Regions from separate parts of the Rattus norvegicus genome. Here region 1 is linked to region 2. The links are chromatin contacts, called in public Hi-C maps. All regions are on one chromosome and are shown on one strand. The core of a region is the stretch at or near the end of the contact, and the rest is flanking DNA. Distances in the headings are between cores, read along the strand shown.

Region 1 (5,073 bases), core at 2,267-4,766, 300 kb after region 2:
CACGGAGTGACCGTGCTCCATGGAGAGACAGTGACCTCAGCAACGAGACACAATGCCACTGTATTTCAATTCAGCCTCTTGAATGAGTTAGTTCATTGGACTTTTAAATTTTCTTCTATGAAATATTGTGTACATTGGCTTACTAAACTTTTCTGTAATGCCTATAAGTTACTGAAAATTAATGCCTGGCTCAATCCTCATATAATCCTAACACATGGGAGGCTAAGGCAGGAGGGTCTGGAGTTCAAGGTCAGGTCCTCCTAGAGACACAGTGAGCTCACGTGGGCTACGTAAGACATGGCTTGTGGCTCAAACAAATACACAAAATAAAATATAAAATTTAAATAAACTTAAAGGATCTCAAAGTTCCTCGTCTGCATGAACATCTTAGCCCTGCCTTACTTGGGTGTGCACATGAATTCTAATGTTTCTTCCTATGTAATAACTCCTCTATGTCATTAAACATTTTACACCAGCTTTAATGACTGGATGTATTTAATTTTGTAAAAAGTAAAATTATTTTTCTTTCTTCTACCTGTTTCTTTCACTGTTGTTAATAACTCTACACACACGTGTGCACAGGTACAGAGGCACACGCATGTGCACACACAGATCTGACAGAAAAGTTTGCATCAGTGTCAGGCACTGGGGTAGTGTCCTGTCATTCAGGAGTCTCACTGTAAAGAGAGAGCTAAAAGGGTTTGCTACAGCGACAACTTGTCAGTCAGATCCAGTTCCTGGAAGTGGAACTGGTTGGGTCTCATACTTTCACAGATATCACTGAAATAGTTTGTTCTGGTTTTCAGTGCGGGTCACGAAAACAGCCAATTCCCTGTCCTGAACCTTGTTAATAATCATAACTTTGTCAATTTGATAGACAAAAGGCAAAACCAGGCCATGGATATGGTCCATTGGGTAAAAGTGTCCTGTAAGTCTGAAGACCTGACTTCAGATCCCAAGGACCCACGTAAAAGCTAGAAGCAGCGGTGTGTGCCCGGAATCACAGAATATAGGCATATATACACACACGTACTCTTTATCACCGTTTATGATTATATGCTTATTCTTGTGACTAACCCAACCCCTCTTCCCAAGAGGGCAGAAATCATTCACGTTCTGTTTGCCACTGGATACCCAGGCCCACGGTGCTGGGAGCACCTATTGTTCAAAAGTCAGCAGAAAATACCATCAGAACAATCAGCAGTCTGTCCTTCCTACCGTCTCTGGAGACCACTGCCGGACAGCACTTCAGAAGCACACGGACTACTTACCAGGCCCATGAGCAGCCTCTGGTGCCTGTCTTCCTCTTGTAAGAGGGGTATTAACCTTGGCTCTGAAATTGAACAGAGGAGCAGTCATGGGGAGGGTAGTGGTCAGGAAGTGGGCTAGAACCACACCAGCCAGTTCTTGACTTGAGCCCCTTAACCCTAAGAGGCCTAGCTGTAGGGATGCCAGGCCTCCGTAGTAGAGCCATGTGACTCCCTTCTACCTCCGGAGCCCATAGTGTAGTGGCTGTGACAGCCCCTGAGCAGACGGACAGTCAGCCACTGGGACAGACAGTGCTGAGCAGACAGGGCTGATGGGCACAAGTCATCAGACTGAAAGGACAAACTGTGAGAGTTAAGCCAAATGTCACTTTCCCCACTCTGACTGACCCTGCCTAACAAGACAGACAGGCAGGCTGGCAGGCAGGGCTTCCCCAGGTCTCCCCTAACAACTGTCCTATTGGGTTCTTCTCTCAGAATCTCTAAGACCACAGAGCAGGTATGAGGACAGAACCCACAGGCTGATGTTTTCTCCCAAAAAGGCATGGGTGCTCTATGGCCCCTCAGGATAAACACTTTCTCCACCCTCCTCAATTAGCCCTCTGGATAATGATGAAATAACTCAGAATACGCATTTAAAGACCTTAATTTGCAATGTTTTAGGCAATGACAGCTTTCCTCTCAGGAAGAAAAGCACAAGACAGAAAGGAAAAGTTTTAAAGAGCACTGAGTCACTGCCCGGCAAGATGCTGGCAGGCCTGGCACTACGGAGAGCCTCGAAACCTCCCCTGGACAGCAAGAAAGCCGCCCATACTACACAGCTTTCAGCCACAGCAGGAAGATGACCTTGGATCTCACACATTATGCCCTGTCTGGTAGGGTATAGTCCCTGGTTATAGGCAAGGATGGTCTCTTCAGGCTGAGGTCAGTTCCCTGTAGAGAAAAGCCACCTTCACGGTTCACTGGGCTGTGTATACAGCTGTTAGGCTTGCTGCTACACCATTTCCAAGTTAAATGTTCGTTACGGTCCCCACACGTATGAAAAACATCCAAGCCCATAAGACAGGAGTAGATAAAAACAGTTTCCTGAGGCCAGCCTTCATGAAGCATGATCAATATCGCCAAGGCCTGGGCCTGGGTATATTCACTGTTCTCCCTCCATTATCACAGAGTAAACCTCCTTGCCTGTGGAGACTTAAACCTCCCAAGACTCCCTCTCTCCTCCATCAAGGGAAGGGGTCCAGCCTACACCCCTTGTTCCCTACACTAGACACTGACTAGGTATTCTCTAATGGACTCTGTCCTTTCCCCTCATGCTAGCTAGCCCCAAGGACAAGGTTCAGGCGCTTATGGTTGGCATGTGGCAGCTGGCTCTAGACTCCAAGATGGTGTCCACCCACAGAACCACACTGCTTATCCAATGACCCATCTTTGCTCCCCTGGGACCAAGCCCAGGGTTAAGACCTGATGTGAACCAAATGGATGGGACATGTAAGTCAAAGTCTCTATGCAATGAGACAGCTGGAGAAGCAGCAGCTCCTGCAAGAGAACACCAAGTGCACCCGGTGGATACAGCCAGGGGCCAGGCTAAGAGATCAGCGCTGAGAGGAGAAGTGGGAAAACCAGAAGACTCCATCAGCAAACACACTCAGAGGCTCACCCTGGAGGTCCTGATACTAAGACAGATATTGAAATGGTATGTAGCAACTGTGACAGGGTGATATTAAGAGCGTTTGCTATCCATGGCACCCTATTATGTGGCTGGGAGTGATTTTCTTGCCAACCCATTGGTTAGGAAGAAAAATGTTACAAGCAAAGCACGGACTTTAACACAGGTCTTTCTTACCGAATGTTTTCATTTCCATGTTAGAAATCACCCTGCAAAAGTTTATTAAGAAAAATGTTAGGTGTTTCCCCCAGTTAGTGTTTATTTTAGTGTTTATCTCTACAACAGAAGCATCATGTTAAAACCTTCGATCCACAGCACCGTGCAGAGATGTCTCCCCTTTAAAGCCCCACAAAACCACTGCAGAAACTGTCCTCTGGCTACCCGAAAACTTTAATCAGTATACCGAGAGGCACACAACCCCAAATCCCAAAGGCCTTCAGAGCCAACAACAGCAGGTTATTTAGAAAATAAGCTCTCAGTTATTGGAAATAACGAAGGCTAAAAACAGAACAGGGGTTGGAATGAGGCCTGCACTTTCAGCCCTCGGCGATGACTCATCCACCCAGAGAAAACGCTTTCAAAATAAGAGCAGGTCCCGCCAACACAGCCCACCAACCGTTCAAACAAAGCGACCTGCTGCGTCTTCCGTTCTCAGAGGTACTCGCTGATAAAAGCCCCCTTGACCGTTTATCCATGACAAGTCGCCAGTTTTAGGCTGAGTGTCTAGAGAGGCATTTCCCGAGAGACACCCCAGCGCCCAGTGGTCTACAGGAAGCCAAGGGCAGCAGTTGACTGAGAGAATACCCTGCGGGCAGCCAACCGGGCCCACGATAGGCAGCCTCTGATCGTACTCACTTCACAGCGTTGTCAAGAATGTTCCTCACGTACATTGTGGACCTCCTTTTTCCCGTTCTCTAGGGGTGAGAACATGTGAGGATTGAGGAAGACTGAATTTTCGTGGATAGCTTTTTCGTTAGTAGCAAGAACAAATAGCAATATAGTTAAGGGTTGGAAACTAATATTATTTCCCACGTAAGAAGAGCAGCTGCTTATTCTCAGAGGACTCAATACGGCAGCAGTGCAGGGGTCCTAGGCATTCCACCTAAGCTCTGTCAATGTTTCTGTCTGATATAGCCACACTACAATACCACAGTCAGGAAATGGATATGGTACACTGTGTGTGTAGTTCTAGGCCATTTCACCATGTGTGTAGCTTTACTACAGTGTACCGCCATGATCAAAACACAGAACTATCTCATTTTCCCAAAGAGCACCCCCTATGACCAATCCCTTTACAGTCTGCCTCATCAACTCTTTCTCCTCCCAACCTCTGGCAAACACTAACTGGGGGAACACCTAACATTTTTCTTAATAAACTTTTAGCTATTCAAGTAACCTAACAATGTCTGAGACGTGATCGTACTCATTACTTTTCTACTATGAGTGAGTCACGTGTCCCTTCTTTCCATTACTCCAGCTTCTCCTCAAAGAACAGGCAGTATAGAGCAGTCCTCCCTGCCCACTGGGTTTCACTGGGGTGATATGCGTGGTGACAGAGGACAGCATGGCCAGCATGGGCCAGCCTTGCGGCTCAGCCTCTGCTGCTAGCCGTGTGTGTGACTCACCTCTTCAGAGATCAGGTTATGCCACTCTCTCCTCACGACGCTGTTGTGGTAGTGCAGGTGAGGCTTGGTGTACTTAATATACTCGAGGTTGGAGTTCAGCTTTGCCCAGTACCCCTTCAAGCTGTAGACCTGGAGACAAAAACAGCATTAGCTTGAAAAGCAGGCACCGTGGTCTCTCCTGTAGTAGGGACCACATCTCGTTCCATGCCTCTCGGGTGTTGGCATTTCTGAGCAACTCCATGTTTCACAGAACAGGGTCACCCATGAGAATTTGCAAATCAAGAGCCTAGCCTCTCTTCTTCTTTTCTCTTCCTGTTTACAATAGAGAGAACTACAGTTCATTTCCCAAAACTAAGGACTTCCGGGTGGGTTTGGCTCTGTACTCAAGGCATTTCCTCCCTAGAGAGCGGTTCTCCTGGCTCGGGTGGTGTCACCACACTGTCCTGTCAGAAATGTGCTTGTAACTGGAACAGGCTCGTTTCCCTTCTAAGCTTATTCACTTCCAAAAACCAGG
Region 2 (4,454 bases), core at 817-3,316:
CATGCATGCTTGTGCACACACAGACAAGCAGGCACACACACAGAACTTAAATGTATTGCTATTTTGGAGGTAGTAGGTAGCAGTAATAACAGCAAGGCACAAACTCTCAAGGTCTGCTGTGCCTGTGCGGTTCTCAGCGATCAAAAACCACCCTCCTGATAAGACTGTTAGGTCTGAGTACTCATTTAATCTTTCACATTTCTCAAAGGCAAGAGCAGATGGGACCAAACCCATGACAGATAAGAAAACTGAAGGCCAGAAAAGTCATAAGCTCTAGAGTTTGCTAAGGGGGCCCTCAGGGGGGCTCCTAAACAAAAGACTCTTGTCTTTGCTTAGCAGTCCGGAAAGCAGTCTGTGCTGGGATAGGGAGGTTGTAGTAAGTGTCAAGGGTATGATTCTAAGTCGGGTTGGTCAGAGTCCAAATTCCTGTGTATTTTTCATGGTGTGTACTGTCTCTGTCTGCCTCCTCACATCCCCTGTCTCTACGTTAAAGCGATGTTATTAGAACTGACACCCCACGTGCGGCTAAAGAGAGAGGATTGAAAGCGTTTCTCCGTCCACTGGGGGGCTGAAGAGAGGGGTGTGCCCTTGGACCTTAGAGACTTCTCTCTTTCCAGGTCCAGCCCACTGCCTCTGTGGTCCAAAAGCTTCCTTGGCTCTTGGGTGGAATCTCATGCACACAGCCATTCCCAGAGGGGAACGTATGTTCTCAATCAGCAGTTCACCCCGGAATAGAGCCACTAAATCGTATAGACCTGATTTTCGAGCTTAGGGATAAATGTAACCCATGGACAATGTCTGCATAGCTTATTTCCCATTTGTGCGAAGATAGACTTGCTTTGCAGGCTTCGTGAGAGGGAGACAGACATTTTCTCCCTACTTCTAGAGTATTCATTGGCCGCCACGCTGCTGCAGACTCCAAATTAAGAGCACATTGGTGGTTATTGCACTCGCAGGCAGCAAGAATCCTTACATTTGCAAAGAACGCCATGCTGAGGAGGTCTTAGAAGCTTGTCCACAGAGAGTCCTGACAATGCTAACCCTTACGGGGTAGAACAGACTCATCATCCTCACCCCTCCCTACCTTTCTTCTGGAAGCTCTCATTTTGGTCACTGTGGTAACGGCATCTTTCCCGCTTCAACCCCAGCGAGGCCGGCAGCCTCCTGTGTAATTTTTATTTGGTTTCAAGTGTTGCCCACTTAGCCACTCGCCATTCTTAACCCATGTTTAAGCCGAACTGTTACTTTTAATTATCGCAAGGAAACCATTACTCATAAAGCCGTGCGCATTGAAATCCCTGATTTTTTTAAAAATCATTTTCTTATCAGATCCATTTTAAGAGCCTGCCACGTAAGGTTTGCCTTCTTCCCACTCCTCACCACGATGGGACCGTTACTTTCCATAAAATGCTTACTAAATGTTTCTCTTTCTCAAGAGCTCACATAGTAGTTTGGCAAAGGTAGGAGCCAAAAACTAGAGAGCAAACTCCGACTTGGGTTTCAAGCAACAAACTTTCAAATATGCATGCAAGGCTCCTCCTACCCCCAGCCAAGAAAAAGTCTTTTTCCCATCAAGTTTCTTAAAAACCTAGTCAGATAGCCTTCCTTTTCCTCTGAACTGCAGCCGTACACTGTCTTCTCTATCTCTGACCCCCGCTCCGTGTAACAGGGAGAGATGTTAAACAGCTTCACATCCGCAAAGAGAGCGCAGGATGAACACAGCTTTCGTTCTCTTTGTCGTGAGCGGCTTGAGAAAAAGCTAAAGCATTTGCCTTTCCTTCCTCCCGTCTCCGCCCCGTCGCTCCAGGTACTTCCACAACCTCCAGAACCTGAGTCTGGCTTACTGCCGAAAGTTCACCGACAAAGGCTTACAATACCTGAACCTGGGGAATGGATGCCACAAGCTCATCTATCTGGACCTTTCCGGCTGCACCCAGGTTTGCCTCCCGCGCTCAGTGTTCTCTGTCCTGCAGCGGGCGAGGGCGTCCTCCCGAGAGCCAGCTGCCTCCAGCCCGCATGCTGCACTAAGGCTGTGCACGGAGCACAGAGCTCTGCGCTGAGGTTTTAAATTACATGGCCGCCGGCGCTTCAGCTTTCTCCAGGATTTGCTACTATAGGCGCCTGGCTTCCGTCCACAGGCGCCTGACATCCACAAGCAGGCAGAGTTCATTGGATGATGAAACGGACCACTTCTGAGAACAGTTTGAGGGCAGAGTCCAAATCTCCAAAACTTTATAGAGCCACTAAGATACAAACAAATGGGGTGGGGTACACAGGATTCCCCGACAAGGCGGTTAGGTCCCCCGTGGGCTTTCCTCTGGGTAAAACGCTACAAGCAATAAATGTGAGAAAGAGAAGTCCCACAACAAGGACTGTAAATGTTTAAAACTGCATTACACACATGCACTAAATACCACAAAGATGTGAGATCCGGGAAAATGTTTGAAGATGAAGGGACAAGGATTGGGGACGTTGGGCAGGCAGCCATGTAAAGGGTATGGCTTTCAGATGCACTCACTACCTCTTCCACAGTCCCTTTTGCTATCCATAGTTTCCGTAGATTTAAGCTACTCTTTCTGTAACCGATTTCCTCCCACGTCTCTCTGTATGTCTAGATATTGATGTCCTTGGGTACTATGTTCTTTATACTACAACACAGGTGAGAACTGGCTGAAATGAATGTCTAACCACAGCTGGCTAGCTGCAGTCGCCAGTGATCGAGTTGTTTTTGTGTTAGATGAGGCGTCACTCTTCATACAATGGATTCCTTGTGAGGGTTCTGTGCCCATTTACCAAGGTTCCAGATGGTGGAATGAACTGGCCAGTCTTGCGTAGAAGCCTGCGGTGTAAGTCACGTGATAAAGCACCTGAAGGTGGAGACCATGAGGCATAGAATTTTTCCCTAGATGCACTGCAGGGGAACATGGTTTCCTAGTGTTCTGGGTATGAGACGTGAGAAGAGATGGCTATGGTTGAGTGTGTCCAGCCTGCGGCTATGCATTAGCACCGACCAGGACTTAAGGCAGAAGCACCCTTGTTTTCCTCAGCATGGCTGAATTTCTGATGGCTTCTTGACTTTGGCCATCTACTGTCTCTTCTATTAGTGCCTATTAAGAAACCCTGGGACTGCAGGAGTTGTACATTCTCCCTCTCTCTTCCTTTGAGAGCGGCTGTTTTTAAAGGCTTTGCTATGGTTTTATAGCCTTAGGAGTGTCTTCCTCCCCAAATAGAGTCTCACCTCCCAGTTTCTGAGGGAGGGTGGAACACAGACCCTCCTCTCACAGAGAAAAGTATTTCTAAATACAGAGATAACTTTGTGTGCTCAAAAAATTCCTTCAGCTGAACTCCTTAATGGTAAGTGTTCTAGTACTTTTCTTGTAGCTCACCCTGACCCTTAAAAAGCCTCAGCTTTTAAGAAAGCCCACAGTGGGCCTCACGATCTTGTTTTTAGTTGCTATGTGGGTGCGTAACTTACATAAACTTGTGTATACACACACACACACAAACTCATTCACGCACACACACTCACTTTCACACAAGAACAAACATAATCATGCACACACGCAAACACTCATTCTTGTATATACTTATACATGCATACACACATTCATGCACACACATAGTCATGCATACACACACACAGAATCATGTACACACACACAGTCATGCACACACACATTCATGCCCACACACACTCACATATTCATGCACACACACATTCATGCACACACACACATTTCCAAATACACCCATACGTGCACACACACACACGCACAGAGTCATGTACACACACACATTCATGCCCACACACACTCACTTAGTCATGCACACACACACATTCATGCCCACACACACTCACATATTCATGCACACACACATTCATGCACACACACATTCATGCACACACACACATTTCCAAATACACCCATACGTGCACACACACACACACGCACAGAGTCATGTACACACACACATTCATGCCCACACACACTCACTTAGTCATGCACACACACACACATTCATGCCCACACACACACACAGTCATGCACACACACACAGTCATGCACACATATACACATTCATGCACACACACATGCACACACACATGCACACACACACGCACATGCACCCACATCCTATAGGCAGTTATTTTCAGATACAGTAGAGTGTAAGTAGGAATCTGTGTTCTACTGCCAAACATACTTGATCTGTCAGTGAAAATTGAGCCAGTGTTTAAAATTGTGGGTTCCCCCCACACACATAAACAACCTAGATTTAAAAATAAGTAAGTGCACTCAAATGCTGGAGCCACTCACGTTGTTGGGGGCACTCCTTATGGTAGCCGTGAACTGGAGCTGAGTCAGCACTCTCCCTTGGACATGGAGCACACGCCCACATCCTCATTGCAACCCTGGCCTTTGTTTGATAGTGTCCTTATGTGTGTGCGTTTATAC

What was found. Hi-C and Micro-C count contacts between places; a contact is called where the count stands out from the background.
Region 1: a Hi-C map of Schwann cells shows a contact between it and region 2, with 6 times the contacts expected there. The contact joins the enhancer-like site here to the promoter of Lrrc17 in region 2. A contact is called at or near these places in 2 of 12 Hi-C or Micro-C datasets (the Rat2 cell line and Schwann cells).

The regions. Positions count from the first base shown.
Region 1 is chr4:14,718,670-14,723,742 of GRCr8, forward strand. It overlaps Gsap (gamma-secretase activating protein), which reads right to left. Exons shown (of 31, transcript NM_001395028.2): 20 at 4,560-4,688; 21 at 3,790-3,848; 22 at 3,112-3,143; 23 at 1,272-1,333. Among named protein-coding and RNA genes, the nearest start is that of Gsap, 79 kb to the right of the region's middle. Within about 2 kb of position 3,517, at least 16 of the 93 cell types and tissues checked have an H3K27ac peak or open chromatin away from gene starts, as enhancers often do. A contact at or near this core is called in Schwann cells, where this site is marked.
Region 2 is chr4:14,421,982-14,426,435 of GRCr8, forward strand. It overlaps Lrrc17 (leucine rich repeat containing 17), which reads right to left and starts at 2,067. Exons shown (of 4, transcript NM_001025155.2): 1 at 1,878-2,067. It overlaps Fbxl13 (F-box and leucine-rich repeat protein 13), which reads left to right. Exons shown (of 18, transcript NM_001103355.1): 12 at 1,808-1,937.